Regions from separate parts of the Mus musculus genome. Here all the other regions are linked to region 4. A link is a contact called in public Hi-C and HiChIP or PLAC-seq data. All regions are on one chromosome and are shown on one strand. Each heading gives the region's core, a stretch centred on a gene start, on an enhancer-like site or on the middle of the called end of the contact. The rest is flanking DNA. Distances are from core to core; before and after follow the strand shown.

The links. A called contact is a pair of places that touch in the nucleus more often than the background predicts. HiChIP or PLAC-seq counts read pairs in DNA pulled down with a chosen protein or histone mark.
Region 1: a Hi-C map of uterus shows a contact between it and region 4, with 6 times the contacts expected there. The contact joins two enhancer-like sites. A contact is called at or near these places in 1 of 39 promoter capture datasets (the C10 cell line), 2 of 15 datasets of contacts at CTCF or cohesin (CD8 T cells and pro-B cells), 12 of 484 Hi-C or Micro-C datasets (the C10 cell line, the HPC-7 cell line, bone marrow-derived macrophages and 6 more), 8 of 115 datasets of contacts at active chromatin or transcription factors (T-cell acute lymphoblastic leukemia, astrocytes, embryonic basal ganglia and 5 more) and 1 of 9 other capture datasets (embryonic stem cells).
Region 2: a contact with region 4 is called in a Hi-C map of uterus, with 2.2 times the contacts expected there. The contact joins two enhancer-like sites. A contact is called at or near these places in 4 of 484 Hi-C or Micro-C datasets (embryonic stem cells, nephron progenitors and uterus) and 4 of 115 datasets of contacts at active chromatin or transcription factors (embryonic basal ganglia, embryonic limb bud, neural tube and 1 more).
Region 3: an H3K4me3 HiChIP or PLAC-seq map of bone marrow-derived macrophages shows a contact between it and region 4, with 4 times the contacts expected there. The contact joins the promoter of Ttc30b here to the enhancer-like site in region 4. A contact is called at or near these places in 14 of 39 promoter capture datasets (the 3T3-L1 cell line, 3T3-L1-derived adipocytes, the C10 cell line and 9 more), 1 of 484 Hi-C or Micro-C datasets (embryonic fibroblasts), 2 of 115 datasets of contacts at active chromatin or transcription factors (both in bone marrow-derived macrophages) and 2 of 9 other capture datasets (liver and macrophages).

The regions. Positions count from the first base shown.
Region 1 is chr2:75,240,491-75,246,408 of GRCm38.p6, forward strand. All of the region lies in intron 2 of 2600014E21Rik (a long non-coding RNA gene), which reads left to right. Among named protein-coding and RNA genes, the nearest start is that of Gm34401, 42 kb to the right of the region's middle. Within about 2 kb of position 4,406, at least 42 of the 459 cell types and tissues checked have an H3K27ac peak or open chromatin away from gene starts, as enhancers often do. A contact at or near this core is called in uterus, where this site is marked.
Region 2 is chr2:75,207,454-75,213,348 of GRCm38.p6, forward strand. All of the region lies in intron 2 of 2600014E21Rik (a long non-coding RNA gene), which reads left to right. Among named protein-coding and RNA genes, the nearest start is that of Gm13652, 72 kb to the left of the region's middle. Within about 2 kb of position 2,513, at least 28 of the 459 cell types and tissues checked have an H3K27ac peak or open chromatin away from gene starts, as enhancers often do. A contact at or near this core is called in uterus, where this site is marked.
Region 3 is chr2:75,936,355-75,941,943 of GRCm38.p6, forward strand. Ttc30b (tetratricopeptide repeat domain 30B) reads right to left here and starts at 2,108. Exons shown (of 1, transcript NM_028235.1): 1 at 1-2,108. The coding sequence starts at 2,053. The coding sequence ends at 59.
Region 4 is chr2:75,583,608-75,589,258 of GRCm38.p6, forward strand. The region is part of intron 2 of Gm50595; the gene reads right to left. Among named protein-coding and RNA genes, the nearest start is that of Gm39853, 27 kb to the right of the region's middle. Within about 2 kb of position 1,539, at least 192 of the 459 cell types and tissues checked have an H3K27ac peak or open chromatin away from gene starts, as enhancers often do. A contact at or near this core is called in bone marrow-derived macrophages, liver, macrophages and 2 more, where this site is marked.

The sequences.
Region 1 (5,918 bases), core at 3,156-5,655, 340 kb before region 4:
TGTATAATTACTCTGTGAGCGAGCTAAGTCTTCAGGTAGCTGCTGCCCCATGAGTTTATGCAGGGATCCAGGCTCACTGTGTCTCTTGGTGTCATAGTTTTAACACACACTCTTCTTTGTATCGTGGCAGGGGAAACAAGGGTCAGCGTATTTACTCGAAGGACTCCACTTGTGGTTATCTCAACAGCTTTGCAAACCCTGAATAGTCAGTGAACATTATGTAAACATTAGGTAAATGCCTCTGTCTCAGGAAATGTTCAGTGTGCAGAAGGGACGTGCAAATGCCATGTACCTCATTTGGTGTAAATATTAGTAGAACCAATGACTTTGATTAGTGGTACTATAACATCCTTCATATTTATCTAAAAGCAAAACACAGTTTTGCTTACTATCTTTCTAAAATCATTTATAGACGACTTGTGTAGAATCATGATTTTTGTTAAGGCATCATTGTATTATTTAGATGACTAGAGCCATTGACATATTCCATATAGACAGGAAGCAGGGCTTCACCTAAATGAGATCATGCACAGTGTGCCAGGCTCCAGGATTCTTTCAGTCTTCTGAGGAATTTGCAAATCCCTGCCCTCCAAAAGGAAACTAGGAACAGAGGCATTGTTCACAAAGACAATAGAATGCTTTTCTCAAACATGAATAAGACTATTAAATGAACCTCTTCTTTGTGTTGGAAAAAGGATGCCAATGGCCTGGCCAAGAGCCAGGGAGCAAGGATCCTAGGCAAAGAGCTATCAAGGGCATCAACCATGTAGAGCAAGAACTTGAGAGGGAGTCTTGCAAAGGACTGAAGATCTTTTGGGAAGACCACGTACTTAGTTTATCTTTGGGTCAATTTCTGGGAAACAAGCAACAGATCCTGTTTATTAGATAGATGTGAGAATAAATAAAGTAAGATGATTTCGATAGAAGACAACATTTTGTGAGATAACGGTGGGGGCTCAAATCGTTGACTATAATTGTTATTTTGATACTTCTGAGAGTTGGGTTGATGGAAGATGAAGTTGGGATGGACCCTGCTGGATTTCTTCTAAAGTCAATGCAGAGTCATTGTAGGAATGTCTGTTTCATGATGACAGAGAAATAGATTTTCATTTTTGAAACCACTAGGAGGCTATGGCAGCAATGCAGCCTAAATGTGCTGACTTTAGGGGCTTGGACCGTGGAGAAGAGAGGGATCAAGTACTTGGCAATGGAGTCCGAGGAAAGTGAGTTGGGATGACTTCCAGGTTTCATGCTTGGGAAACTGCATAATGATGAGCCCACACTCACTGGGAAAAAAATAGAAGCAGTCCCACAATAGAGAAGTAATGGAACAGTGCTGTGAGTGGCGGATCTGAGCTTTCTGTGGCATAGAACATCAAGTTATTCTTTTATCACGTGCCCTTTTAGTTCTTAAAGAAGAGAAATGGCTGTTTTCAAATATCTGGAACTCATCTACATTGTGCTGAGATATTCTGAATAATATTATGAATCTAAAATAAAATTAATTAATTAAAATAATAAAGGATCAATCCCCATTTAGACTTATCTTCCATATTGACATTTGGAAGCAACCATGATCATTAACATAACATTGTCCTGTGGAATAAGCTACATCTACTTTTACCTACTTGGACCTTAGCTAAGATTTCCCATACTCTGAGTTTTGTGCCTACACATTGTTTATAAGTTATATTAGCATCTGTGGCACCTACTGAACAGAGCTCTTGCCTTATCTAGCCTCTTACTTGCTACACACGACAAGTTCTGTAGCCCCGAGGGTACCATGACTGACTTCCCAAAACAGTGCTGGAGTGTGGGGAGCAAGAGAAGTCCTGAGCAAATGTGTGTCATTGACATGGAATGTCAAGGAATTCAGTGCTTCAGACCCCTAGGAGTGACAACACCTTTCCCAGGTGAGGTTCAGAGGGACAGCAAAGCCTTCTGTTGGTCTGGATGCAGGTGCTGAAAATGTCCATAGTATCTTTCTTCTCACGTTTCCAGCCAGAAGGACAGATGCTATTCCTAGTGGGATTAGCCAAATCTGCCTCCTTGTTCAGCTGTGTGTCCTAAATAGGAAGGTATGCTTATTGCACACAATTTAACCGTATACAATAAACACACTGAGCTCCTGGGGTACTGCTGCTTCTTCATCAGGAAGCTTAGACCTTCTGATTCCAGCTATCTCTGTGTCCGTATGTCTGCCCTCTCTTCATTCCCTTGATGCCCAGGTAGGTCAATCTCTGGAGTTGTTCAAGAGTGAGTCAGTAAGACACTGCCTGTTGCATGCATAGGTAATCACTTTGTGCGGTTAGAACATATTCCTACCAAAGTCTTGCCCATCGGTTACATTAAGGCAATCAACTATGTTCTTATTGTCTCCTCTCAAGCTTCAATGTGATATTATATCAGAGTTCTCTAAAGAATAAGAACCAATAGCATACGTACACATATACCACAAAAGAAGATTTATTGGATTGGCTTTCATAATAGGGGCCACATAATTCAACAGCAAGTGACCACATTGTGTAGAAATGTTTTCTTGAGATGGGCATTGGTGGTGCATGCCTTTAATCCCAGCACTTGGGAGGCAGAGGCAGGAAGATTTCTGAGTTCGAGGCCAGTCTGGTCTAGAGTGAGTTCCAGGACAGCCAGGGCTACACAGAGAAACCCTGTCTTGAAAAAAAGAAGAAAGAGAAATGTTTGCTCGACCCAGGATACCTCAGCAGTCCCAGCCCAGCATGAAGACCTGGATGTTTCATGACTGTCATTTGTAGAAATGTCCTGTTGCCAAAGAAGCTGGAATCTGGTGTCATTTGGTCACATGATAATGGAAATAAACTGGTAGATATAATGACCCGAAAGGAAAGTTTGCAGGTGTGGCCATGCTGACTTCCTCCTCTGTACCCTTTTATGCAAGCTGTCAGCCACATTCAGAACTAGGTGCCCTCCCGTCCCTCAACACAGACATGGCAAGACACGCAATCGTCTCTGACACACAGATGCATGGATATGTTTTACCTATCTTGGTAAGACATCTTCTAATCCAGTGAAGTTGACAACCAAGGACCATCATAGATGCCACATTCACTGTTTGATGCGTTAGAAGTATTCAGTCCATGTTTTTAAAACAAAACAAACCCCGAGGCTTATAAACTAGTTCAAGACTATTTTTAATAAGGAGTCTTCAGAATCTGAAGATGTACCTCAGTGTAGAACCCTTGCCTAGTATTTGTGAGGAACCTCCGTGGAAATAAGATAATAAACACCATTTTGATTATCCTCTATACCTAAATCTTACACTCTTGTTAGGTTTTAACAGCCTTCATGATGATGCTATGTACTCCTTCTCTGGTGGTAAATACAAACATACTGTTGGGCACTATTTCTTTTTTACTGCCTGGAAATATCTAAATTCATCATATACCTATAGCCAAGAATTCAATGTACACGTAGTGAGGCAAAAAGTTCAACCTTGTTTGTGACACATCTGCCCAACAGTGATGTGTTGATGGTGCTTCTTACAGATGAGGAAAACTTAGCATGGAGGGGGATAACACGGATTTAATTAGAAACATTCAAATTCATTCTTAATTCAATTCAGCCGTCCAGCAGCCGTGATGAGATCTGCATCATGATGTATTTTCAATACTATCTATTTTCATAAATGTAAACTTTCCCAAATATTGTTCTGATGGAGGCTGACATTTTAAAATATGTCCCATTGTCCTTTTCTGTGCAGTAGACCAAGCATGGAGTGCTCACTCCTATATCACTGTCACTGTGCTATCAGGCCAGATGGCTACTTCATCATAGAATCAAGAATTAGGAATAATTTATGTTCTCCCTTGCTCTAGAATGTGAAAATAGGAAGCGTTTGCTGCATGCATACCAGGAAGATCCGCTCAAAGCAGCAGACAAGCCTCTGCAGAGGGCATCTGCACTGTGGCTTTTTGTCTGCTCCGTTCCACGGAGGACTGAGCTCCAGGGCCGCAGAGAAATCGTGTAGGCACACGAGAGGATGCTTCATCTGCAACCCGATGAGGCTGAGAGCACCTCTCCACTAAGGAAAGCAAGCCGCAGCGAAGCTGTTCTAAAATGGGAAAGATTATATCTTACCTTCCATTGTTTCAAATCTAAAGAATCCTCCCTCCACAGGGGGGTAAATGTTGGCTTAATGTTCAGAGCAGTTGCTTTTGTGTCTGTGAACATTAACTGTTAGAAACGGAAGAGCTATTTATCCTCAGCCTGCTGAAGAGAACAGTGGAATTTTCTCTTTATTGGTCTATAAATAAGCAGTGTCTGAACACACCCTTTATTGGGAGAAGAGCCACGGCAACTCATTACACACACCAACTGGCTCGTCGGCATCTCTTTATTTCATGTTGCTGCAAGCATGCAGATGGAGAGGCCTAGACAAAGGAATACCTCTCACACTCTCACAAGTGTCGAGCCCGAGGACCAACCAGTACCCTCTAAGTGAAAGGAAAGTGTGTACAAAAGAAAGGGCATCTCTGCCGAGAGAAGCTCAGAGAGGTGTCATTGAACACAACCTCAGCAGTGACAGACCCAATGGCTGCTGGGTTCTAGGTCATAAAATCATTTATGACCAGCAAAGTTCCATGGGCCATTTGGGCTTTGCCTACATCATAACAAACCAACTGGTTAAGACAGCGAAACACAAACAAGAAGCGGCTCCAAAATGTTCAGTTCAAATTCTGCAAGCCAACCATCCGTTTGCATCCGGTTCTATATGTCAATTATTTGTGATTCTGAACACACAGAAAAGCCTTTGAAAACACTTTCATTATACGGCCAGTGTAGTCTGTTCTTGCCGTTGGAGTCTATCTAACTTGTTCCTAAGTATTAGCTTTTTCAGGGTAGAGGTCTCACACAATAGACAGTCATGGTAGGCAATTTTGTCGTGTGGCAAAGTGAAAAGGGTATCATTGTGAGTGAGAGACAGAAAACTCAGCAAATTGGAAACAACCAGAGGCAGCTGGCAGTAACTACACTCCCTTTCTGAGGAAGGAATTCTCTCCGGTAGCTCTCTGTATGTGACGTGAGTCTCCTACTCATATTAATGATGAGACCTCTTCCATCAATATCTTGGACTATTACCAGTGTCTCGGAAACATTTTATTGGCTGCTGCAGTTCATTGAGAATTAATTGATATGACACACTTACTCTACATGAACTTGGAAAAAAAAAGTCTATCAAGTGAGTGATTTAATTCATTTTATGTTAATTATAAACTATGCCAGGAAACACCATTATGGACGGACTTGTTTCCAGCTCTCAGATGGCATGTGTGAGCAGTTTGTATTTCCGACACGCTGCATACTCTGACTTTGACTGACCAGCCAACACTCATCTTAGGAGACACACTCATCTGGCACACTAGTCGCTAGTCCTGCTAGCTAGCAATGTGGCCTGTTCTTAAACAAATTAAACTGGGAGGAGGCAGCAAAATGGCCCACTTATCTTTATTTGTAATTTAACCAACATTATGAGAGACAACCTCCAATTTGGGCTATTTAATTTTTTTTTTGCCCGAGTCCTGTATATATTTAAATAACCCCCTAAGTGTTTTTGTGAAATTGAAGGGGAAGTGGGTGGGGGTGGGGTTGTTGCCAAGTCAAATGGAAAATAGAAGATTATTTTCGGAGGAGCATGTGAAGACTTGCTTGTGAAGGCGGCTTCCTGAAGGCTGTTATTTTCATTTCCTGTGCTATCCCGCCTAGGAGTAGATCCTTCTCAATGCCTCTCTCAGCCGGCACGTGCTCGCTCACACTGTTATTAAAAGAAGCCCATCAGAACTGGGTAGTTGTTATTCAGGAGCGTAACTCACGCATGGGGGATGGCGCTCCTTCTCACTCGTGCTGGTCCACTGCTTCTAATAGCAACCTGGAGCTCAATT
Region 2 (5,895 bases), core at 1,263-3,762, 380 kb before region 4:
CAACACTAGGACTTCTAATTTAGTTGCTTTGGGATGTGGCTCCTGAATCTCAAGTGTGTAGTGAAGACTGGAAACCACTGTAATAGTCCAGACAAAAAAAAATGTCCCCAATTCCTCTGTTTCTTGGCAGTCATGGTCCATCACCTAAGTGTGTACTTTGCACTAGGTGGCTAGCCAGCCACTCAGCCTTTCTGAATTGTCTGTTGAATACCTTACCACGTATCCATTAATAAGGTTTGTGTTATTCTTAATATTTTCACTTCTTAAAAGTTCATTCACAGTAAAAGTTGTTCTTGATTCCCATCACAGTCTTCCATTTATCGTCTTCAAGATAGTCATGGTTTTACAACAGTCAGATTCCCAAAGGTTTTCCTCAGACTCAAGAAATGTAACTTTTACATTATCTACTAGGGCGGGTGTATTCATGTCAAGATCCTTTTGAGAATATTTTCCAATCTCAATTCATTTTCAATCAGAGGAGTTACGTAACACACTTTCTCTCTATGTCTCCACTGTTGAATTAAATTGAGACAGGACTAACATGCAGGCCTGCATACAAGCTACTTTTCACCAGAAGACTTCACCAGAAGACTTCCAAGTCAACTTATCCTAATATCACGTGCATTCACTTATCCAGTCAACCAATACTGGCTGAGCGGATACCGTACATTCAACCCAACACTTAAACAAAAATACTCTGCTACCCACTTTATTAACAGTTCTTCAACAGAAACTAGCAATCTTTTGGCAGAAATTTCAATAATAATCCAGAGAGCCACATTCAAGAGTCCTTTCTATTCAGAGCTGGTGGCAGAGAGAAAGAACGTACAAGAACAGGCTGTGAAAGCCACAAAACTGGGGTGTCAGCTTAGCCGTCTGCCCTGTGGTATACAGTTACGGTCAGACATTCGAACATCTACCAACTGTTTATTTAGTATTTTAGTATTTCCTGTGTGGAAGGCACAGCGCCATCTCCAGGTTATAACATCATATAACAGCAGAAGCAAGCTGCCAGCGATGCCTTTCTACAGACAAGCATGGTGGCCCTGTTTGGTTTGGGCAAAACAGCATTCTAATTTCCTGGGTAGGCATACCTGCTTGACCAATGTCAGGGTTATTTAGTGGTGGCTGAATACTGTGTGAATAAACGCATTGTCTATTATATGCAGGTTTCACTGTGTGTGGAGTAAGAAATGGGGAAATAGAGTTTTTTTTTTTTAAATGAAAGGAGTTATTCAAGGGGCTAATGGTCCAATGAGATTTGGGGACTGTGTTACCCCTAGTCTCCTTTCTGGTGAAAAGTCGAGAAACTGCACGTGGGAAGATTACTCTGAGAATTAATATTCTGACTGACTTCAGCACCCTTTTCCTCCAAAACAAACAAGGCAACCGGCTGTTTTCCTAGCGAGCGACACTGCTCAGCCCACTCAGAGGTCAGGATCCACTCGGTGGGGCTGACCTGCTTCTCAGCGGTCTAGGTTAGAGGTTGATTATGGTCGGTGCCCTCCCCTCCAGTTTCCAATGTTCCCTCCTCTGTACTTTTAAAGCTAACACAGCTTCGTGATGGCAAGTGTGGCCGGTGTTGGTGTTGGGGAGAGAGGGATGGGCGTGTAGGGAGATGTGGGCAGGAGGGCAGAGGAAATTGACAGGAAATGGCAATGTAGCAGCCTCATACCACCCCCACTTGGCTGCTCACGGAGGGGAAAGTCCTCCCTAGTCACCGAGGGGTGCCAGAGCGCAGTAGGCGAGGATGATGGAATAATACCGCATTTCCCGTGTGTGTTTTTCATTAGGCCTGTTTTGTTTCTCTTCCAAGTGCTAGGGAAACAGAACAGAAGCTGAGCTTGAAGCTCGCCTCCCCTGGGAACAGCGGCCCAGCTAATAGGGGGGGTGCCCTGCGTGGCGTGGGTTCTAACACCTTCCTAATGGAAATAATGATTTGTAAAGTTTTCGTTATACCTCTGGCTACATAATTAGTAACCCGAAGAGCTGAGGTTTAAGACCGCTATTCTTCACTCCTGGCATTTTTGAAAATTTGGCAAAACATTAAATGTTCCGTTCTGGGACCCAAACAGGTCTTTGAGTAGCCCCAGCCTTGGCTGGTTGGGCTGGACCTTGAATCACTCAACACTTATTACGTAGAAATTAACTGGCTTGATGTCAATTAGTGAGAATTTGTTAGCCGACAGATCCAATGGCCCTCCCCCTCACCGAGTAGGGTAGTTACCATGGAAAATGTCCAAACACCCTCCGTGGGGGCTGACCTGGTTGGTATAAATGTGCAAATTGTGTAAGGCTCTTGTACATGGAGAATGTGAGTCTGTTCAAGGCTGAGGCCGAACATCCATTCTCACCCATCTCTCAGAGAAGATAATTAAGGGGAGCTCAGAAGGAGGCTGGCAGGAGAATTCTCTGCAGCATAAGAGATAACCAGTCCAAAATGCCTGTTGTTAAATGGGTCATAAAAGCACTGGGAAATCGATACCTGACTTGGTTTCAGGAACATGGCTGCTCCCTGCAGTGTCTGATCAGTCTGCAGTGGTCGTGCTGTCTGAGACCCTGGTCACCCACTGATAACTCTGGACACTGCAGAGGCAGATAGAGCTTTACCTTTGTCTTTTTATAAATAATTACCATCCCACCCCTCCCCCGACTCTGATATCGGGCAGCCCTTACCAAATCTACCGTGTGATAAATAAAATAAGGGCTCCTTTTATTAAATATCTAGGAGACGCGCCCAGGTGACCTGAAAATGTAATTAACCCTGTAAATAAGCAGATTGCTGGCTGAAACGCGTGATTGATAGATGGACCCCTTCAGCTAAAAGGGATTGCTTAATGGACTGAGCAACACTCTTGGACTCTCTCCACCTTGGAAGCACAGGTCCGGAGTCAAGCAGCTGCCCTCCACCACGTCCTCTCCTAAGATAAATGATGCTCTGGAAGGGGGCTGTGAGGAGAGCCCAGCGGTGACATCCAGGCTGTGTGGACAGACACTCTGGCCATGCTGCTCATGGGGCAATCACACACCCGGAGAAATGTCCTGAACGCTCCCTAGACTGGTCAACTAGGAGGTATCGAAGGGGTAAAATCCGTTCTCTCTCTCTCTCTCTCTCTCTCTCTCTGTCTCTCTCCTCACTTCCTCTTCCCCTTCGCTTTCCCATTCCCTCTCTCTATCTTTTTTTGTTTGTTTTGTTTTGTTTTGAAAATCAGGTTATTCATTGCATTAGAAAATGAGATAATATCTCAGAAGTATTAAAAAAAGCAAAAAAAAAAAAACCATTTGTAACTATAACCATACTCATACCTTTAAAAGAAGAAGCAAAACAGACTAGATTCCTAGAAAATCATTAGCAAGTACTGTTTGGTTTGAACACCTGCTAGGAAACACTTCTTCCTTCCTTCCCTCAACCCCACCCACACGGAGAAAACTCCCAGCTGACACATCTTCACCCTTCACCTTCATGTTCTAGCAACCCCCCCCCCAAGAGTGGGCTGAGGGGTTCAGCTTTCGACCATATATGGTCACAATCCCTGCTCCGTCATCACTGTGGCCTATGGTCTATAAAATCCCCTTGCCTTAGCCAGGGCTTGGGATAACCCACTGGGGAGCAGTGCCTACCAAACCAGCATGTATCTGCTTTTAATCTGGTCTGATCTGGTCTATATTTGTGTCGCCGAGAGAGGAAAATCCTATTAAGTGCAGCTACCTTCCTGTTCCTGAACCTTATAGCTTGGTTTTCTGAAATGGTTTGGGTGAAATTTTAGTGATGTACATTTTGGCCCTAATTGTATAGAACTGGTGTGGTCCAGACTGGAGCATTCTGGATTTATCCTCTTGGCCTTGCTTCTTGCTTAATTTATAAAGTGGAATTAAACACTCCATTCTCTATGATGTGTGTGACACTTCCAGAAACTGACAATGTCAAGACATGATGTCGTTTTTTTTTTTGTTTGTTTTTTTTTTTTAAATCCTGACAAGGTTTCCATAACCTGAGTACGCTATCAATGTAATTTATCACATGGTAGTGGATAGGAAACACAGGTCCAGAGCCAGGACTCCAGAGCAGATAGCCCAAGTGGAGTTATGTTCATCCGCTGCTGTGGGTATCTAGGGCCCTTTTTTTGCCTTGTCCTTAAGTCAGAATCACAGGGCTAATCTACTACAGTGCCACATGTAGTTAGCGCCATCTCTGAGAAGCCACCTCAACAGGGCCTCTCAAACCAAAGCCTGCATCTAGCTTTTCCCAGACAGCAATGATATGTTTCAAACTATGAAATTAGAGAGAACTCTGTCTTCTGGTTGCAGGAGGAGAACAAGGCTACAGTTCTAATCCCTCTCTATCCATGAAAGAATGTCTGTGGGCCATGACTAGTTGTTGAGTTTTAGTAGTTCCTAAACTTTAGTTCACTCCTTGCTGATACACAGGAAATAGAAAACAAAGAAAAAAATAAACAAACAAAAAACACGTTCAAGGTACACTTGGCGCTCAATAGTTACAGATTCAACCTTCCTTAGAGCAAAGGCTGAACATGACTACTCCATTATTCTCCCAGAGTCCATATTGCTAAGATTAGTGGGTAATTCAAGGTATATTTTAATGATAGGCACTTTTTTAGCTTCCTACGTCTCCAAGAAAAAACACTCTTACTGTTTTGGGGTCTTATATCACTGTGAGCTATGCTAGGTTGGCTTAGACTCTGTTTAAGAATGGTCAGTATCGAGTCTGTGGTCTTCACTAACTATCCTTGACTATCTGTGGGAAGTGCCCTTATCCCTGATGCTTGTATGGATAGTGAATGATATAATCTTTAGAAAATGATCTGAAGAGCCCAAGAACTCATCAAGAGTCTCTGGTGTAAGGCTTGTTACAACACCACTCAGTTATTACTAAGGGTGTATAAAAACAGCCCTGACCCTTTTACAATTGGTGAAAAGAATGGTTCCTTATATCTTAGTCTTCTTGGTTCTGTTTCCTGTAGTTTATCAAATAACTAACTGGTGATGGTATTAACACATGAACAACTTGATATCTTGGTACCTACAGTGATACATTTGCATTTCAAAGGGGTCTTCACTTGCAGAGTGCTCTGTGGAGACACTGACTCAGAAAGAATTTAGTCTAGGTCTTCAATGGCCTTATGGTGTAGGATGCAGATACTCACTTGAATGGGAGGTAGTGAAGCAGAGTGGCCCAGCGCACAGACTCTGGAGCCTGACTGCCTTGGCTTGTCTCTAGGCTGTGCCATTTAGTAGCTGGTAAATTCTCATGAAGGAGGGTAGCCCTTCTATGCCGTAGGCTTTTAATGCATACAAGAGAGTTGATTATGATATACTTTTAGAGTTGTGAGGGTTAAAGAGGTGACTTAGATCCCTAACTTAGCTTGCTATTTGGTAGATAGGAAGTGAGGCTGAGGCAGTCTCTGGCTATCACAGGGGCTACTCCATCGGCCAGACACTGCTTCGTGTAGCTGATGACCACTGTGTAGGGAGTCGAGGCAAGCGCCTCTCCAGCAGTGGCACTTGGTGAGAAGCTAAGTTTCTCAGTACTCCTCCTTTACTCTGTCCTTACTGCCTCTCCCATATAGTGGCCACCCCATTCACTTTCCAAAACTCTCAGTCCTCCCTTTCCAGCTAAGGATCTTCTGGAATGTTCTGCTCTTGGTTTATCTGATTTCTCCAATCACATGTGTGCATGAAGTCAGCCTCTCTGTGTGTCTCTGAGTCTGTTTTCTTCCCATCGTTCCGCCCAGCCCATTACTCCTGCTACAGAAGAGTGATTGTGGAAGGCAGGAGGGGAAGAAGGTTCTGAGAAGGCCTTGAATAATTATGTTTATTATTTTTATCTCTACCACAGTAAATAACTTTCTAAACTACATGACTATGATCCTATGA
Region 3 (5,589 bases), core at 858-3,357, 350 kb after region 4:
ACAGGAAAAACTGAAAATGTACATAGAAAGTCATCATGATACAAATTGTCAGCGGTAATTACACATTCCATCCAATTATCTCATAAATCAGAGCCCTCAACTTTCTTGATTCATATGTGACTGTATTCTTCCCAGTGTGCATTCTTTCTTCCTCCAAGGGCTGTTCTATAACAGCTGGAATGTTTCTACCATAAAGTTCACAGTGCTCTAGAAACTGCACACATTCTTGAATGACACTGTCCCTTAGCATAATTGTGTGCTTTGACATGTTCTCTAGTAAGGACAGGAAACATCTCTTGGCATAATACCATGTATCGGTGCCTAGCTTTTTATGGTAAGGCTCCAGGCTTTTGATAACCCGAGAGATGCCAAAGTCATAGTTTCCTTTGGCACAATACAGAGTTCCTATCACCAAATTCACAATGCAAAGGTGGTAGATTTTCTTGTCTGGGTCACCATAAGAGAGTTGTTCCTCCTCCTTCTCAATCTTCCTCATGAGCTCCTCAGCTTCCTCATTTTGACTTGTCATGATATAGGAAACACAGAGGTTGGCTAACACAATAGCACTGACACTCAGGATGTTATCATAATTCTTCTTGACAATGGGCTCATAGAAACCAATGGCCTCTTTGTACTTGTTCTCCTGCATGAAGAGGACATGGGCCACATTCAGCTTCCACACATCATGGTCATTACAGAATTCCACAGATTTGCGGAAGATCTTCTCCACCATTGGGTAATTCTCAAAGTTCCAGTAGATTTTTGCCTGGGCCATCAGTACAGGAATATACTTCTCAAGAGTTTCATCATATTCATTCACAGCCTTTTTGGCAGATTCATCATCTCTACTATGCCTTGAATCCTGTACTTGTATGGTGAGTTTCCGGAGCTGCTCAGTCAGCATGCCAGCCAACCCATCAAGTTTAATGAAAGCCTCTTCAGGAGCTGTCTGGCAAGTGATCATGGCATCCAAGAAGTCATAGAGATAGGGTGTGAGGAACTTGTAAGTCAAGTGGGCATTTTCTGCCAGGACATCAGCTGCCAGGTCAAAATACTCATATTTACAGTAGAGCAGCAGCAGGTTGCCAAAGGTCTCTGGGGGGAAGGGGTTCTGCTGGAGCAGAAACTGGAGCTTTTCAAAGCCCTCTGTGGGCTTGGCATCCATGTTCATCAGAGCCTGGTTGTGGAGGGTTACGGGGTCCAGCTCTTCCTCTGCTCTGGGTGGCATGTCAGTGAGGGCTTCCTGGGCTGCCTCGTAGTTTCTCAGCTGGTACTCTATGGCTGCCTTGAGGTTGAAGGCTTCGACCAGAGCAGTCTGGTGAAGGACTATAGTGTTGCCAACACTGCGAACATCAATGCCCTCCGTGGTCATGCCCACACCGAGTTCTGGGTGTTGACGGATGCCACGCTCAATGATGTCAGCGATATGCTTCAGAGCAGGCGCGTACTGCCGACTGCTGTAATAGGCCAAAGCCAAGTTGTAGGAAAGGTCAGGCTGGTAGCCAGAAGCCTGCAGGGCCGCTAAGAACTTGGAACAGGCAGCTTCATAGTGTCCCTCTTTGTAGAGCAGACAACCTAGGTTGATCTGACCATCATAATCACTCTCCCCTCCACTGTCCTCTACACCTTCCCCACTCAGCAGCTGCTCCACCAGGCTCCTGGCTCCTGGGAGGTCACCTTCACTGTACTTGATAGCAGCCTGGAGACGAAGGACTCGAGTCTGATAGGCGGGGTTGTCCAGGAGGAAGGCGACCCTGGTGGCCTCTGGATACAGGCAGGCCTTGTACAGTGCCTGGGCCTGGTACAGGCGGTACTGCTCGAGTTCCGGGTGCATCTGGCTCAGCTGCTCATAGCACTCTGCAGCGAGCTCGAACTCCTGCAGGCGGTAGTAGCAGTAGGCCAGCAGCGACAGCCCTGCGCGGCTGCGGGAGCTCCTCTGCAGCTCTGCGCTCAGCAGCTGCACCGCCTCTGAGTAGCGGGAGTCGCGGATGAGCCTGTACACCACTGCTGTGAACTCACCGTCGGGGATCTGTGAGCTGCTCAGCCCTGCCATATTCACCTAGCTTGTTTTGCATCCTGGTTTCCAAGGCAATAGGCCAACCGGAAACGGAAGCTGTTCAGCGGCAAGTATCCAACGGAAGTGTCTTGTGGATAAAAGCGAATCACCGACACGTTTCTATCAATTTCTGGATATGTTTTTAAACACTCTAGACTGTGGGGAAGCAATTGGGCTTGGTCTGGAAAATTTTCTAGGTAGTTCAGAGAGGGATATTCCACGTCCCGGCCTACATCGCTTCCGTTATCGCCCTGCATCCTGGGAAATGTAGTTTTTCCTCTTTGACGTTTTACAGTAATTGGAGTCTCTGCCTTTTCTCTGGGATCGGGATCTTGTTTCTATTGCTTTGATTGCTTCTTTGTTGGCACTGAAGTAAAGTTTTCTTGTGAAGGTCCCCCGGGATGCAGAAAATTCGCTGTTCTTTGAGGGTTCGAGTTGCTTGGCAATGGTGACGAAATGGGAATGAGGGCCGTCTCTGGACTTCAGGAATTCTAGTATATTCTTGCCAGCTGCTCTGACGCCCACTTTTTGAGAACGTTGTTAAGCAAGGGCCGGCAGTCCGTATTTTATTCTGTATCAAGAGGTGACGAGAGGGGGAAGGAGAGTCTGAATTGTAACTGGTGCTGTTTTAGATTTAAGTACCATTCGCCCTCTGTTTCGTAAATGACCGCTGTTATGAACGTAAATTGGTGCTTGAATTGATGAAGCACACGGCTTTGGTCTTTTCCTTCTTCAAGGAGAAGCCACAAAACTAACATTTTCCCCCTTTCCTATATGCTATTTTTCTCACCCTCTAAGCTCTACCAAACACTACCGTGAGTTTGTTCAAGACGTAATCAGCCTGTGCTTCTCGTGCCTCTGATCTTGTTTTCACGTATGAATCAGCTAGTTAATACATAAATGCTTCGCCAACTCCTTTCCCATACCCAGACTCTTAATTCGAAGCTCTTCAGGCAGTTACTATCTCTCCTTTCCCCCCTGTATGTAGAATGAGTCTCTAGGTTCTGTGTTATTGTTTTGGGGAGGTTATTCTGTATAAATTCAATTTTATTCTAGTATGACAGAGCAGTAAAAAACTACCGACTTATAAGCCGATATTGAATCACTGTTGAAAACCATGTACATAGATTTGACTGACCCTAATGTGTGGGGACATAAATATAATGCTTAGTTAAGCATTTGAGAAGTAACCAAGATAGCAGAATATTAATGTGTTCTTTCCAAATGAAGTAGTGACAAATTGTATGATTTTTCAATAACAAGGCTGTACTTTTAGAGCACGGATCATTTGACGTGGCTCTGGGAGGCACCTGGGAGACTGTTACCTTTTATAGTTTTCCACGATCTCCTCTAGCTACACCCAAGGCAAACAGACCACATGAAGGCATATCTTTGCTTTGTAATTAAGAACTTCAACATGAGGGCATTATATTTTTCTCTTTAATAGAATTGCTACCCATGAATCTTTTTTACCATCAACATATTGCAGCTCATCAACATATTGCAGCCAATATTCACCATATTTCATAGCACGCTGTTAGGCTTCTCACAAACTGCTCATAACTTTACTGAAATCTGTGTGCTGCAGATGAAGACTTTGTGCTTCAGGACAATTAAGTAACCTGCTAAAACCCACATAGGAAAGGGAATGAGCCATGTTATCTTAAAAGTTAAACTCAGAAGAATTAGTGATTAGGAGTTAATTCATATATGAACTCATATTATAGGAAATATTAGAGACTTGCTTTGTAAAGTTTTTTGTTGTTGTTGTTGTTGTTAAAAAATCAAAACAAACAAAACCCAACCAGTCTCATTTGGGTCATAGAAATCTGACCTTTGTGGCTTGCATTGTAACAATGAAAAAGTGTTAGGAAGGAATTACTGGCAAGTAGCCTAGGTTCCAGACACCTGTTACTTCTAGGAAAAGATCCCAGCAGACATTTAAATGCTACAATAGAAACAATATCATTCCTCATATATTCTGCTCAGTAGAACCTGGACAAGATAATTCTGTTTGAATGCCAAGGAAGTGAGAGACTCTACCCCACACTAAATGTAGCTCAGGATCAACAGAGGAAGCTACTGAGGAAAGCAAGTGAAACCACGTCAAGATGTTTGCCCAAGCAAACCTCTGCTGTAGCCCTTTACAGTCCTCAGTGTGGGGTTGAATGTAGGCTGAAGGATGTTATATAACATTGCTCAGTAGTCAGGGATGAGGAGGTCTCCCCCACGCTGGCCGGGTTGACTGTTTTTCTTTGAAAACAATATTCAAAGACTTAATGTTTTAAAGTCTTTACATGTTGTATTAGTCAGGGTTCTCTAGAGTCACAGAACTTATGGACAGTCTCTAGATAGTAAAGGAATTTATTGATGACTTACAGTCGGCAGCCCAATTCCCAACAATGGTTCAGTCGCAGCTGTGAATGGAAGTCCAAGGATCTAGCAGTTACTCAGTCTCACGTAGCAAGCAGGCGAAGGAGCAGGAGCAAGAGCTAGACTCCCTTCTTCCAATGTCCTTATATTGTCTCCAGCAGAAGGTGTAGCTCAGATTAAAGGTGTGTTCCACCACACCTTTAATCCCAGATGAAAAGTTGTAGCCCAGATTAAAGGTGTGTTCCTTAAACTAGGAGATTCAATCTTCTGGAATCCATAGCCACTATGGCTCAAGATCTCCATACCAAGATCCAGATAAGGATCTCCAAGCCTCCAGATAAGGGTCACTGGTGAGCCTTCCAATTCTGGATTGTAGTTCATTCCAAATATAGTCAAGTTGACAACCAGAAATAACCACTACACATGTTGAACTATTACTTTGGGTAAGCTGCTATGAAATAAAGCAGAGAAAACCGAGGCACATCTTTACTTGTTCTCTGTGGTTGCCGAATTATTTCTATATCATGAAAACATTCCCTTTCAAATGACTTCTCAAGATGTGTGCGTGCATGCGCGCGCGCGCACACACACACACACACACACACACACACACTGCAAAGATTCCCTGCTCTTCCCTAGTTTTCTTGACTAACTACAGGATTGCTCTAGAGCAGCTGTTCTTAACCCATGGATTTCGACTCCTTTGGAGTCAAATGATCTTTTCACGAGGGTTGACTAAGACTATCAGAAAAACATAGATATTTCATTATGATTCATAACCGTAGCAAAATTGCAGTTATAAAGTAGCAGCAAAAATAGTTTTATGGTTGGGGAGCCAGCACAACATGAGGAACTGTATTAAAGGGTTTCAGCCTTAGGAAGGATGAGAACCACTGATCTAGAGTTATCTTTGCATTGGTGCCTATCGAAGAGCATGGTAGCTGAAGTGGGTGGGTGGGTGGAGCTTCTGTGCCCTCCTTATTTCACTGGAAGCTGCTCTTGTGGCCTGGATAGAGATGAGAAGGGCATTTGGCTTAGACATATGGGGGCAGGGTCATTTTTAAAATGCAGTGAGTGCACCAATCCCACTATGCAACTGGCATGACCGTCACCACTGTGTGACAAGCATGGCCATCCCCACTGTGTGACACGCCATCAAT
Region 4 (5,651 bases), core at 289-2,788:
GCACACCTTTAATCCCAGCACTCGGGAGGCAGAGGCAGGAAGATTTCTGAGTTTGAGGCCAGCCTGGTCTACAGAGTAAGTTCCAGGACAGCCAAGGCTACACAGAGAACCCTGTCTCAGAAAAAAAAAAAAAAAAAAAAAAAAGGAGTCAGTACCCACAGAACATAAAACTCACTGAGGTGTCCAGACACAGATTTCTGGGAAACCCCAGACTTATTTCTTCATTCGTGTTTGTTTGCAAAGCTTTCTGGTTGTTTTAATTAGCTGCTTATTTAATAATTCAGAATGTCCTAAATAAAATCTGATATTAATCCAATATAATTCTTTTGGCTCTGAAATACATTCAGCACATAATGTGTGCAGCTAGAATAGGAAATGCTGATGCAGCTCTTGGCTCTTCATATAGAGCCACTGTTATATGTTGTTCTATTTTGGGGCCATTATTTTTATTTTCAAAATATCTAATTGTTATAATTACCTACGTCTCACCGAGTAGCCTTTATCATCTCTGCCTTTTAGAAAAAAAGAAAAAACAAGAAAGGAAAAAAAGGAAAGGCAAGGAAAGTAATATATATAATATTATATATGTTATACATATTATATAATATTATATTAACATTATATATATATTGTAAGTGATGACTTCAAACCTATTGATTTAGGACCACATCTAAATAAACCCAGAAGCCCTCTCCTGCACATTAAGTTGAACAAGGTCAGACTAGGCATCTTCCAAATGAAGGGCTTAAGTGGACTAACTCTTTCCTGATAATAATGTCTATTTTAAGATAGCCACTAAAAACTGTCAGTGCTCATTTAGTAGATCAATTTCATTAAATGCTCTGAACTTCTCCCCAGTTGTTAATCTCATCATCTATTTCAGATGCTCTTTTGGTGGGAAAACTTAAGCTAAAACTTAATATCAAGTTGCAACAATTCTAACCAGGCCTGGAATACACTTTCCTGTATGTGAAATAAAACCTCGAAAGATCTTAAGCTGAGATAACAATTCTAGCTTTAAAATTCCTTGTTGCCAAAAAACACAGACAGACCCTACGAGCTTTATGCCAATTGGTATTAATGGAAAGTTACATAGAGTGTGTGTGTTTGAGGGTTGGTTTTTTTTTAATGTATCTTTTAAAATACGCACTTTCCTGTGACTGAAGTAAAGCTTCCCCTTTTGTAATTATTGATCAAAGACCAATCAACAAGCAAAAAGTTCAGGTCCAGATTTTAGTATCAAACACAGTGTAATTGAGGAAGCAGCTTCTCTCAGATGGCTATAAATGAAGCTTGTACTCAATATCTAGGTGAGCGAGGTAAACAGTATGACGGCCGGCTAATATAAAAATAACACATCCATTAATCAGGTAATGGGGAATTTGAGAAGCCTCCAGAACCCTTGTCCACGCCCACCACGACGCATCTGTTTGAAGCTGGGTCTCTGAAGCTATTTTTGCCCCGTGATTTAGCACCAGAGTCCTCTGGGTGATAGTTGAGGAAGCAGATGCCGAGCTTCTCGGGGCCAGGCTGGCTCTGACTCACGCGGCGGCTCCAGCTTTGTACTCACATGAGAGGGGGTGGAGCGAACGAAGGGCTGACTTCCCGCCCTGCTGCCAGCTTCCTCAAACTTTCCACTTACGCATTTGCCTCCCTTACCAATTTCGTTTGAAGTTCCCATGCCAAAATCCTGAACGGCATGTTCCCAGGATGCATTAAATTTTAAAAAAAGAAAAAAAAAAATCAGCGGGGATTTTCCCAACTGAAATAAAAAGTAAACTGAAAACTAAGAAGAGACCATCTTTTTCCCTTTTTTCTCTCTCTTTCTTTAATTTTCTTCTTCCCCACCCCTCAGCCCTCTTTTGAGTTGTTCCTCACTGAGGATGGCTCATCCTGGCATCTGCAGGAGAAAGATTGGGGTATGGAAATGGCATTGAAAATGTTTCCCTCTAAGCACCAGCCACCATTCATTCCTACTGGGGAGTCATAACCCTTCCCCGCGTTTCCTATCTCCAATTATTTACCGTGAAATGATTGAAGCTAATAACATCCACATCTATTTGGAGATTACATTTCAACTGTCAATTAAAAATTAACGTTTATTAAATGCCCACAAGATATAAATCTTTATTCTTTCGTACTGTATCAGAGCTGATAAGAATACGGGGTGGTAAAATCTATGACGCTTAAATACTTTTTATACTGGATTTAAAACAGAAACATGGGCCATGTTATGGGCTGAGAATGTGGTTTCTCCAGCAGCCGTTTCTATTAAAGCTAAGTTTTTTACAGAGAAATTAAATTCAATAGCCAGAGTTTTACAGAGCTTCACTCTAAGCTACTTTTCATTTAAAACAATTGGACCTGTAAAAGTCTTTTTTTTTAACTCTGATTTTTATTTAAATCGCCGAGATTTTCTTTTTGAGTGTCACTGTGATGTCTGTCGTTTAATTGCCACTGGAGTAATTAATTTAGGCTATTTATACAGTAGGAATAGGCAGCAGTTGTTAGTACTTCTTAGTTAAAGCCGATGTGAATCTGATTCCACCATCTGGGTTTAATCCCAGCAATGTGGACGAACGAAAGACCATCTTCATGGTAACTACCATGTTGGTCTTAGGGTAAGAGTTCACCAGTTGACTGGACCCCTTCACTCTCACTACATAAATATTTCTTAGGTCTGGAAAGATGGCTCAGTGGTTAAGAGCAATTTCTGCTCCTGCAGGGGACCCGGGTTCTGTTCCCATTCCTGGTGTGGTAGCTCACAACTGTCCAGAACTTCAGCTCCAGGGGACCTAATGTCCTCTTCTGGCCTCTTTGGGGACCGGGCACACATGTGGTGTACATACATATCCGCAGACAAAACACTTACATGCATAAAATAAATAAATCTTTTTTTACAAATAAGTATTCCTTGACAGCTACAAGGAGGAAATATATTGCACCCACTCGTAACATTCTGGTGGGAAATGAGGCACATTAAATGAAGAAAACTACGTCTATGAAAACAAAATGCGCTCAAAATGCTCAAAATGAACAAAAGAAGTAGCTTAGCCTCAAGACTTTCCATGCTTAGGACGGCTACATTTAACAAAAAGTACATACACAACCAGACGTGCGGGGCTAGAGGTGCGCTTCAGTGACAGGGTTCATAGGTTTGGTCCTCAGACACTAAAAACAAAAGACATTTTAAAATCCCCAATAATACTTTTGCACAAATACTAAAAGAAAAACACACACAAGGAGGGAAGGAAAGCTATAGCTATACCCAATAACCAATGCCTAGTGGCTATACTACTTAATTCAGTAATATATACTTAATTCAGAAATTAAGCAAATCTGAACAACTATTTGGCCACCCAGGGAAAGAAGTTCACTATTTTCATATAATTTTTTTAGACAGGGTTTCACAATGTAGCCTGGCTGTCCTGGAACTCACTATGTAGAATCACAGAGATTTGCCTGCCTCTGCCTCTGAATGCTGGGGTTAAAGGCATATGCTACCATGCCCAATACACACACACACACACACACACACACACACATTTTTAAAGGCAAGGTCTGAAATACAGTGGTACATACTAGAAATATATATATATATATTTTTTTTTTTTTTTTTTGAGACAGGATTTCTCTGTATAGCCCTGGCTGTCCTGGAACTCACTTTGTAGACAAGGCTGACCTCAAACTCAGAAATCCGCCTGCCTCTGCCTCCCGAGTGCTGGGATTAAAGGCGTGTGCCACCACGCCCCAAGGAATATTTTCGATTAATTGTTTTAATCAGTGGTTCTTAACCTGTGAGTGGGAACCCCTTGGCAAACTTCTATCTCCAAAAATACTTACATTACAATTCATAACAGTAGCAAAATTACAGCTATGCAGTAGCAATGAAAATAATTTTAGGGTTGGGATCGTCACAACATGAGGAACTGTATTAAAGGGTCACAGCATTAGGAAGGCTGAAAAACACTGGTTTTAATGAACACATACCCTGGTATATAAATCACCTCACCTCACCTGTGTCCTAGGCAGAACCCACAGGAGAAGACATGTCTCCTGTCCCATCCCATGGCCCAGGTAGTATAATACTGAAGGCCAGTTCCCCAGCATCTCAAGGGTTAAATTCTTTGTTGTACCTAATTTTGAAAAACTAAAGCAACCTGCTTAGGCTGGTTCAGCAAGGGAACCAACCGTTTCATAATGAGGCTTGGCCTCGCCTGTCCCAGTAGAATTAATTTTGTGCAGTAGAACACCTAGATAAATTAGTTTTGCTTTAAATATTGAGTCCTAAAAGAGTTAAAAGAGGGAGAATATCAATCAATAATTTTTACATTAACTACTTTGTATATGACAAAACAAAATTAACTTTGGCATTATAACCCCTTCATCTGGCATTTCTGACTGGCCCTGAGTTTTGAATAAAGAATTAGACGTCTTAAAAACCAACCGACATGTGTTCTCTTGGCCCACAATACTAACTCACTGTGGGTTTGTAAGAGATGTAATGGCTACCTACCATACATTTTCCAAGATTGTAAACATAATTGCTACTTACTAAAGCAATCCTGTTCTGGAAAGAAGAATTCTGAAGATAAAGATAGGTTTCTGAAGGTTTTTGTTCTGTGTGTGTGTTGTGGTTGTTGTTGTTTTGTTTTGTATTGTTTTGTTTAATATTGAAGGTGTTTAGCTTTGAATTTAAGTGAAAATACTATCTTAGTGACTAATGTTAGATTTTTAAATAACATTTTAATTGGTTGGAGTTTTTCCCAATATCTACCCTTCCCTTTCATAAAACTGGCTTCTACTGAAACATCTTTATGGATTTAAAAGTGACAACAAATTTAAACTAAAACTCTAGTGTTTGAATGGTCTTTTCAGGTTAAATGCCTATCAAAATGTAAATAGATGATTTCTTCTCCAGCAAGATGAGATCGGGTTTTTAACCTGGCCAATTGCCCATATAAACAATCTTTAATATTATTTGGTCATCTTTTGGTAATTAAAATGGCATATCACAACCACTTTAAATTTATATCCATGTGACAAGAAAGTTATTTAAGGCGTAACTGTGGATAGAGGAAATGTCTCTTTAACAGATTCTTTCAGGAATGCATCTAACAGGAAGCAAAGGTTTTCAACGGCACATAAAAACAAGAAGCAGTTGAACAGCGCCACCCAGAGGTAAGAAGTATATTACATCCAGAGATGATATCGCGAACCTTACACTCACTCAGCCGTCCTTACAGCCACTTCCAGATGTTTCTCTAGTAATATATCAGACATTGCTGGCTCCTGGGTCTGTATTGAAATCTAACATTTTAGTAAGTAAAATTAAATGTTTTGCTGTAGAAAAGGTGCTTTATTTCTGCTTGTTAATTCCTGTCTTTTGAAACAATAAGCACAGGTTGAATAAGAGGCAACACGCCTTCCAGAAATGCAGATAGTTCACCCACCTTTCTTTAAGTAAACGAAATTATTAGGAAAGCCCATTTTAAAAGAATCACTCTGTCCCTACTCCACTATTTCCATACACCCCTAATTACTTTTCTGTCTGGGTTTGTTGAACTAATGCATATTTCTGAACCAAGATTATATACCATTGGAAGAGATCTTAAGAAATCCATTGAAAGCCTGCCATCAGCACCATAAAA